2 separate regions of the Oryctolagus cuniculus genome follow, and region 1 is linked to region 2. Evidence: chromatin contacts called from public Micro-C data. All regions are on one chromosome and are shown on one strand. Each heading gives the region's core, a stretch centred on a gene start, on an enhancer-like site or on the middle of the called end of the contact. The rest is flanking DNA. Distances are from core to core; before and after follow the strand shown. Region 1 overlaps THADA (THADA armadillo repeat containing). Region 2 overlaps THADA (THADA armadillo repeat containing).

Region 1 (4,253 bases), core at 770-3,269, 150 kb after region 2:
TGGAAGAAGTCACACACAAGCGGGCAGACAGCTTCTCTACTTGACAGATAGAGCTGACTCAGAAGGTGCTTGAAGGTAGGGACATAAAGAGCAAGTTTGATTTTCCTCTCCTTCCCTCTTGCTGTTTGATCATCGTAGAAAATCCTATAACCCCATGCACGGGCAGCCCGGAGACCTCTCAGAAGCTGCTCTCTCTGGAAGGGGCCCCAAGCTGCAGACCTTCTTGCCACCAAAACAGCTGTTCTAGGTCTCCTTTCCTCCGAAATCCATTCTCAGTTGGCTGGCTGCCACCCAACCCTACCCAACAAGTCATGCTAACATGGCCTACATTCTAATATGTAAATTAGCTTATTCTCCTGGTCAGAAAACTATTTTTCAGTAGTGATCTTTTGGCGACAGTACCTTTTTTTTTTTTTTTTAAGATTGATTTATTTACTTGAAAGTCAGAATTACACAGAGAGAGGAGAGGCAGAGAGAGTGAGAGAAAGAGGTCTTCTATCCACTGGTTCATTCCACAACTGTCCACAGTGGCCGGAGTTGCGCACATCCAAAGCTGGGAGCCAGGAGCTTCTTCCGGGTTTCCCATGTGGGTGCAGGGGCCCAAGGACTTGGGCCATCTTCTACTGCTTTCCCAGGTCATAGTAGAGAGCTGAAGAGGAAGTGGAGCAGCCAGGACTCGAACTGGCACCTGTATGAGATGCCGGCACTACAGGTGGTGGCTTTACCCGCTGCGCCACAGCACTGGCCCCTGGAGACAGTACCTTTAACTGAAGTCAGTAGCTGTGACCACAGGCCTCTGGCAACACGCAGACCTGGCGCAAGCACTGCTCTGCCCTACTGAGCAGATTCAGGCCTACTCTGTCCTCTCTAGCCAGGCTTTAGGCTGCCTCCAAGAGGGCTTGTGGGGAGCGCAGCCTGGCTTTAGTGAAGTGGCCAAGGGAGCAGCTCTGGGAGGGGCCCAAAAGGCTCACTGTTCTCTCCTCGCTGATTGGAATGGCCTGCAGGCCTCTGGGCAGAACACCTTCCCGCTCAAGGGAACGAACGGGCTCACGCCAGTACTCCCAGAACCAGAGGGGCCTGCGTCAGCCCTTGTGTTCCTGAGTGACCACAGGGAGTGTCACTTCCAGAACTGCTTGGTGAACAGAAAGCCCCCAGCCTAAAAGCACACTGCCCAGAAGCTGAGGCGAGGCAGCACCTACTCAAGGTTGGCAGGCTTGGTCTGGTCCCCCCCGCTCAGCCACTGGCCAGCCTGGCGCGGCCTGTAATTCCTGTAGGCCTCAGTTTTGATCTGTAATGGGAGTGTGAGAGAGATGAGAGTGAGGAGGGCATGAGAAGAGCTAAAGAGATACAGGAAATGTACCGATGGCCAGTAATTAAGTCCTGCTCAACATAGCTGGGCATGCTAGAAATAATGCCTCTTGTTGGACCTCACAGAAACAGCTGTGCCTGGAGCCCTGCTTCTCCCCAGACAGGCAACTAGGACATAGCACCAGCACATGTGGTTGCAAACCAAAATACTCCAATTGCTTGGCAGAGTGTCTCATTTTTCATCTGATTGTGTTTGGGACACATAGATACAATTTGTTTCTCTACAAAACCTTGATTCTATTCTTGGTTCTTGCCCTAATCTTGGGTGGGTCACTTGAGCTATATGAGCAACTTTGTTGATTTGTAAAAGTGAGAATAATAATGCCTATTTTTCTTCCTTCTGAAGAATTTTGTTAAGATAAAAAGAAATGGGAATATTTTTGAAGATAAAACTTTTAATGCAATTCAGTTGATATTGTTATTACCCTTGCCAAGGCTAATTTTCAAGTGTGTGCTCTGCCCTGTTCACAAGGTCACGGGTCTGTTGACTGTGCTGCTAGAAATTCTCACCTTGGGGACCGGCACTGTGGCGTAATGGGTAAAGCCACAGCCTGCAGCACCGGTATCCCATATGGGCACTGGTTTGAGTCCCAGCTGCTCCACTTCCAATCCACCTCCCTGCTAATGTGCCTGGGAAAGTAGCTGAGAATGTCCCAAGTCTCTGCGCCCCTGCACTCACGTGAGAGACCTGGATGAAGGTTCTGGTTCCTAGCTTCAGCCTGGCCCAGTCCTGGCTGTTATGCCCATTTAGAGAGTGAATCGGTGAATGGAAGATCTCTCTCTCTCTCTCTCTCTCTCTCTCTCTCTGTCTCTCTCTCTCTCTCTCAACTCTGCCTTGCAAATAAATACAATAAATCTTAAAAAAAAAAAAGTCTCACCTTATACTGTATACAGACTTTTCATGCAATATCCAGAAGTTTTCGTTCACCTCACTTATTTTTCCTTCTTTATGCTTCTAGAGAGAAGCACAGTTTGAAAAGAAAGGGGGCTTCTGTTGGTACTCTGTATCATAATTGAAGCTATAGATCCTCCAAGCTCCAAACTCCAAACTGTACAATAAAAGTTTTCTTGGATACTACTTTTCTCCCATAATTCCTAGCACATAGCTTATTAAGTTATTAACCAGCAATTTCTCTGGCAGCATATTAAACTTTACTTTTAAACAAGTCACAGAGGGAGGGAAACATGCATCTCTCATAAAAGGAATAAAAAACATACAGCCTCTAACACAGTTTCCCCAGGCTTTGAACAAATCCCAAGCCCCACACAAGGTCTCTTTTTCATCATTCCCTGCACATAGCTGGAGTGTTAGTACATTAATGAGAAAAAGATGCCTAATAGAGCGATGGAAAAATACGAGGGCCTCTGGAGTGTGGGGACGCCCTGGGGGTTCTCTGGAAGGGCAGGTGAGCCTGGCTGGAGGGAAAGGCGAAGCCACGGGGTTGGGGTTGCCGGCTTCCTCTCGAGCGCCAGCATTCCCAGGGGAGACTGTGGCTTCGGCCTCCACTTGAGAAGGGGACCCCAGTGCTCTGTGCAGGCTACCAGTTGCCTCCCTGGGACGCTGGGAAAGTGGCAGAGGCCCTCTGCTTTTACAGATCCCTGCCTAAGGGAAGCCCATTGTGCTGTGGTAGTGCATGGCTGAGGCCTCCGCTCCTTTTCTGGGTAGAGTCACAGCTCATGGTCGCTCACTGTGTGCATGGCAGTGCAGCAAGAATTCCCTAGGAATTGGTCAACCTCCAGAGCAGGGTCCTGAGGACAGCTTCACTTTAACAGGCAAATCCAAGTAGAGGGCTACAGGGCAGTGGATACTTGCAGGTGAGCACTAGCACTTGCAAAGCTCCGTACCAGCAAAGGCTGGCTGGGTGCTGCAGCATGCCATCGAAAACCAGCTCCGCATCACACCTGCCCAGCCGGGGCCAGGTAAGCCACAGGCCTGGAGAGCAGCCAGGCCCTGTGTGCTGCTGGCGGCTGACCCCGTATGCACATCTGAATTCTCCCTGTTCCAGTGGGGGAAATAACTTGTTTAAAAATACATATTCTGCAGTTCACAGCCATTTGGCATTTTAGTTTAAACAAATCCCCTATTGTTTCTCCAGGAATGCCGTGTGATGGTTGCTTGGCTGGAGGCGGGGGGAAATCAGAAGGGGGGGGGGATTCTTTTTATTTAATTTACACTTCCACATTTCTACGGCTTGGTGTGGTCTGCATCAAAGGAGCACTTCCTAAGCACAGCAGCTCTTCCTTTTCTAGACAAATGCAAGGAGAGGCGGCGTCTGCTCTGCGGACAGCCACTGCTGCCTTGCAGACGGGCGCTGCCAGGACTACAGAGAGCGCCAGCGGGGTCTCCGGGAGAGCAGAGGAAGGTCAAATGCAGCATCAAGTTGGATGGTCAAGGAGTGTTTCCTAGAGACAGGCTTTGAAGTGAGTTTCAAAGGAAGGGCCTGGTGTGGCTGGACATGTGTCACGTGGAGGGATCTTAGCAGGACTCTTCTCCCTCTCCTTTTACCATTTTCTCTCTCCTAGTCTTCGACTCTCCTTCCTCCTGCCTTTGGCTCACGCCCACTCCTCGCCTGCCTGCCCTCTCCTGACTTCTCAGCCTCTTTGTCTGGTTTTCTTCTCACCAGCCTGTGGTGGGCCTGCCTCTGGGGGGTCTCTAGGATGTTGCTTCATAAATGTCGCTGCCAGGCCTGGGGCAGGAAGCTGCTGGAGCCTCTTACTCCTTATGTCTGATAACAAAAATGAGCTGAGCTGCTGTGTATGGCCCAGGACGAGAGAAAGAGCCCCGCCAGGTGGGCTGTGATGGACCTCAGAGCTGTCAGCTGCACCTGTTTGATTTTCTGGAATTCCTTCTCTTTCTTTTCACCAGGCCAAATCCTTTCTTGTCT
Region 2 (4,250 bases), core at 197-2,696:
TCGAAAGTTCTTAACTTTCAGTCGAAATCTCTATGTATATTTGAAAACTTTTCTAATTATTTGAACCAGTTATCTGTAAGGGAAATAAAAATAGAAATACAGAGCAATCAATCATAAATATTTGCTGTATGGGGAGGTACACCTTATTCCATTGTATTGGCCATTGTAACAGCCGCAGTATACCCCACTGTATAACATGAAAGCTACAAAGGGCTTTCATACTCTTGATTTCATATTTTCCTGGTAGGCAGACACTTGGAATTTAGATTATTAATTTGCCACATGTCACATATCTAAATGTGAAGCAGAGCTGGTGTTCAAATTCAGATACGAATCCTAACCCTGTCATTTTTCCATTATATCAAAGCTTTATTATTCATAGTGTACAGAATTTCTAAAAGTAACCAAGTTCTGCAAGATCACTTTCCAGTGAATGAATCACATCTTTTTTTTTTCCTGAGCAGTAAAGTTACTCAGGGTTACCCTGCTAGAGATAAGAAAATCTAAGGTTTTATTGGAGGAATAATGGGATGCATTCACTCTTTTTGCCTCAGTTCCCACATGTATTCAATGGAGTAAATACCCCAGAGGAGTTTTGTGTGATTAAGTGAGTTAATACTGTGCATGCAAGGAGATTAGGAGAGGGCCTGGCCAGAGTAAATTGCGCCATACATTGAGCTATTGTTAGCATTCATTTACTCAGTGATGTTGATTGACCTGCTGCTGTGTGTCAGATAATGTGCTGGGCATTAGAAGAGAAATGAGTTGAAGTCTTTTTCCAAGGGTCTCAGAATCAAGCCAGTTGCATGAGTATTCTGTTACAGAGGCATGCAAGGAGAGATCTGGAAACACCCAGGGGGGATGAGTTGAGGCCATAAGAGTCAGGGTCTGAGCTTGAAGAGTAAGGAGGAGTCAGACATGTGAAGGAAAACGGTTGGGGGAAGGGGAGCCGGGAGGACAGATGACCATAGTTGAATGGCTGGTGTGAGAAAGTTTCTTCAACTCAGGGTTTCTTGGCAACTTCCAAAAGTGGTTATGCCCTGTGACTCTCCAGACATAGTGTTAGGTACTCGTTTAGAATAGTGAATCGTGGAAACCTTTTTGTGGAATATCTTGGGAAGAACTGTCTTGTAAACACACTTGGAGAAACTCTAGATAGCCCGAGTGGTGAGAAGAGAGGAGTGTGAGTTCTTGTAAGAAAGGGGTGGGCAAGGAGGATGTTGAGGGCAGTATTGATCAGAGAGATTAAGACAGTAGATTCAGCAAGGCATGATGATAGATGAGGGGACAGGGAGGGAGAGAGATTGTGGGATGATAGCAGATTTTTGAGTTGGACCGTTTTCTGGGCTAATAGTACAGCTGACAGAGGCAAGGATTTGGGAGCAGGAAGACACAAGTTCAATGTTACCACCATGTTTTGAGGTGCTTGAAGCACATCCTTTAGAACATAGCCATTTGGCAGTTAGATACTAAGGGTCTGGTGCTGTGAGTGCGGTCTGGTCTAGATGAAGGAGCAGTTTTGCGTAGATGGCCAGCAGAATGAATGAGATCACCCAGATGGGTGAGGATAGACTTCAGGAGGCATCCAACATTGACTTGATATGTGCAGGAAGAGGATCTCTCACCAGAGATTGAGTTTTTCAGTAATCTGGATCTGTGAATGTTTTGTTTGGAAAGTGCCTGAATCCACCCATGCAGGGAAACTTCTTTGTGGGCTACTCCTCCCAAGAATCTGGGTAGTTGTAGAGGAAGCACCGCACCCATACCCTAAGCTCTCCCAGGAGGGCTGCGTGCTGCCCCGCCCAGCCCTTCTGAACTCTGTGGGGGAAGGCTGAGCATGTTGCATTGTGAAGTGTTAGAATGCTAGATCCTTAAATGTAACTGGAGAAATAATGAAAGAGAAGTATTCCACTGGATTAAGCAAGTTCAATGGATTTTAATTTTCCTGATAAACTATTATTAAGAAATTGTTTTGGAGATTTACTCTCAGAGTAGGATTAGCTAACCTACATTTTTCATTTGGATAAGTAGCTCCTTAATTAGAAACCAAGATTTAGGGAATTGTTTCCCATTGCTTTATATAGTTTAGAGAAGGTATGCGAAACTGCCAATGAAGGTTTTCTGCATGATAGTGAGAAGCAGGGAAAACAAGAGGAAATTATAATATGTTAAGGGAAAGAATTCTGTTCTTCCAATGTACTTGCTTTTATCTTTAATTCTAGAAGTCTCTGCTGGCAGTTTTTTTTTTCTTTCCCTCCCTATTCTTGTCATGCCAAGAGTTGCATATTTTTGGCAAAATGTTTATTACTGGCTAGGAGTGCACGAGAAAACCTTTGCCAGAGAATTAAGCAAGCAGAAGTCTGTCAAAACAAATATTCTAGTTTGAAAATATAGTCCTGTGGGGGAAGGAGGTGGGGTGGATAGTGGAGGAGGCCAGGGCATGTTCTGGGGCTGAGTATTTATTTCATAAGAATTCTGGGTTCTGGAAGACTGTGTTTGTAAGAATGCTGGAGGAAGCAGGAGTGTGGCACATTTAGTGTACTGATGAGCGAGGAAGGGTTTTCTGGGAATTTCTGATTTGCTTTTGTGTTTGGTATTCAGTTTGTATGGCAGCCTTAGCTAAGAGTGAAATGTGTTAATAAAACATAGGCCTTTTCATTGAATTCAAGTGATATTTAACAAAACTTATGTTTACATGGAAAAACTCTCAGACCTGAGGATATTAAATACACAAACAAATATGCACATAAACACTAATCTGCTTCATAAGCATTTATTTGGCTAGGAAAGGCCAACTTTTTATCATTTCAATCTTAAAAATATGTGTGGATTAATTAAAAAAAAGCAAATCTTGTTTCTTCCCCTTAAATTTTCTTACTACTTTTATAGATGGGTAAATGCAAAGCCTTTAGATTTCTTTGCTACACAGTTGCTTGATGCCACTATTTTAGGAACTATTTTTCAAATTTGAGACATAGATTGACATAAGTACCCACTGGGGTGGGTGTAGATGCCAACCAGATTAAGCCTCAACCATGAAAACTGTTGCAAGCTGAAAATATTTTAGTTCTTCTATAGGATTTCTTGCTCATATATCTACATGCAACTGTTACTTTCCAAGAGAATTTTAAAAATAAAAAATACTACCTAATCTTGCAATAAATGATCATCCATGGTAGAATGTATTAGTAATGGAGAAAATAATATTAATAAATTATAATCCTGAATATTCTTATCTCCTCCTGGCAAATTTTAGACTTGCTGCCATAAGCAATTCAAGGAATATTTGCCTGCATCCAGAGTACTGGGATGAAGCCTTCCTGTTATTTGATTCCCAGATTTGGTACACTTTAGTTACTGAAAGAAAGATTAATTAATGTAAAATTTCTTTAATTTTAGTAATTCAAAAGAATAAAAGTTTTTTGAGGGCTTGAAAAGATCATGGTGAACCATTGGAATTTGCCTTTAGTAAATGTAACATTTGTTTTCTAAAGAATTATAACAACATACTTAAATTCCAGAACAGTAAGCAAAATAGCTTAAGTTCACTGACTTGAAAAAACATTCTTTTATACTGCACGGTTCTAAAATAAATACTTAAAAGAAACAGAGAGCAAGCCATTCTATCTTGGATTTCATTTTCCTTCAGATAGAACAGCTAGAACAAACATTCTTGCTAGTTAACATTGCCTGTGTTTTTATGAAGTTAATAACTGACCTGTCAATCACGCCCTATATAAATACGGTAGTTGAATGCTTTCTGCTTTAGAAGCACTTTGATTTACAAGAGCTGCCAGCCAAGATTTCCAAAGGACTCCATGGGCTGTTTGCTTTGATCTGTTTTGAGGGCTGGTCTCTTTATACCTGTTGGTTTGCTCTTTATGATACCTTTGTGTAATCAGGTATGGGGAGAGCAGATGTGCCGAATAAACACGTCTTACGGAAACCAAGGCTCAAGAGAAATCATGTAATTATGAACCAACAGCTCTAAAAGAGAGAGAGAGAGAGTATTTTCTTAAATGTTATGACAAGAGAACAGATGTTATGGTACTCTCCCTAGAGAAGCCAGAGATTTTCTCTTACACCTCAGCTGGGAGTGAATGGAGGTGGTGTGTGTACCCCCACCCTTCAAGCTTCTGCTCTCTTTTAAATTTGTAAATTGCTGAGATGGTGCAGCTCTTCTCGGTTGACTTTTGCCTTTGACCTTTTTTCATTTGCTCCTTCCCTAGGAAATGTTTACCACATGTCTT

Evidence for each region. A called contact is a pair of places that touch in the nucleus more often than the background predicts.
Region 1: a Micro-C map of ear pinna shows a contact between it and region 2, with 1.8 times the contacts expected there. The contact joins two enhancer-like sites. A contact is called at or near these places in 3 of 6 Hi-C or Micro-C datasets (ear pinna, psoas muscle and an unstated tissue).

Annotation. Positions count from the first base shown.
Region 1 is chr2:159,405,247-159,409,499 of mOryCun1.1, forward strand. All of the region lies in intron 30 of THADA (THADA armadillo repeat containing), which reads left to right. Among named protein-coding and RNA genes, the nearest start is that of ZFP36L2, 97 kb to the right of the region's middle. Within about 2 kb of position 2,020, at least 1 of the 8 cell types and tissues checked has an H3K27ac peak or open chromatin away from gene starts, as enhancers often do. A contact at or near this core is called in ear pinna, where this site is marked.
Region 2 is chr2:159,258,690-159,262,939 of mOryCun1.1, forward strand. All of the region lies in intron 26 of THADA (THADA armadillo repeat containing), which reads left to right. Among named protein-coding and RNA genes, the nearest start is that of THADA, 130 kb to the left of the region's middle. Within about 2 kb of position 1,447, at least 3 of the 8 cell types and tissues checked have an H3K27ac peak or open chromatin away from gene starts, as enhancers often do. A contact at or near this core is called in ear pinna, where this site is marked.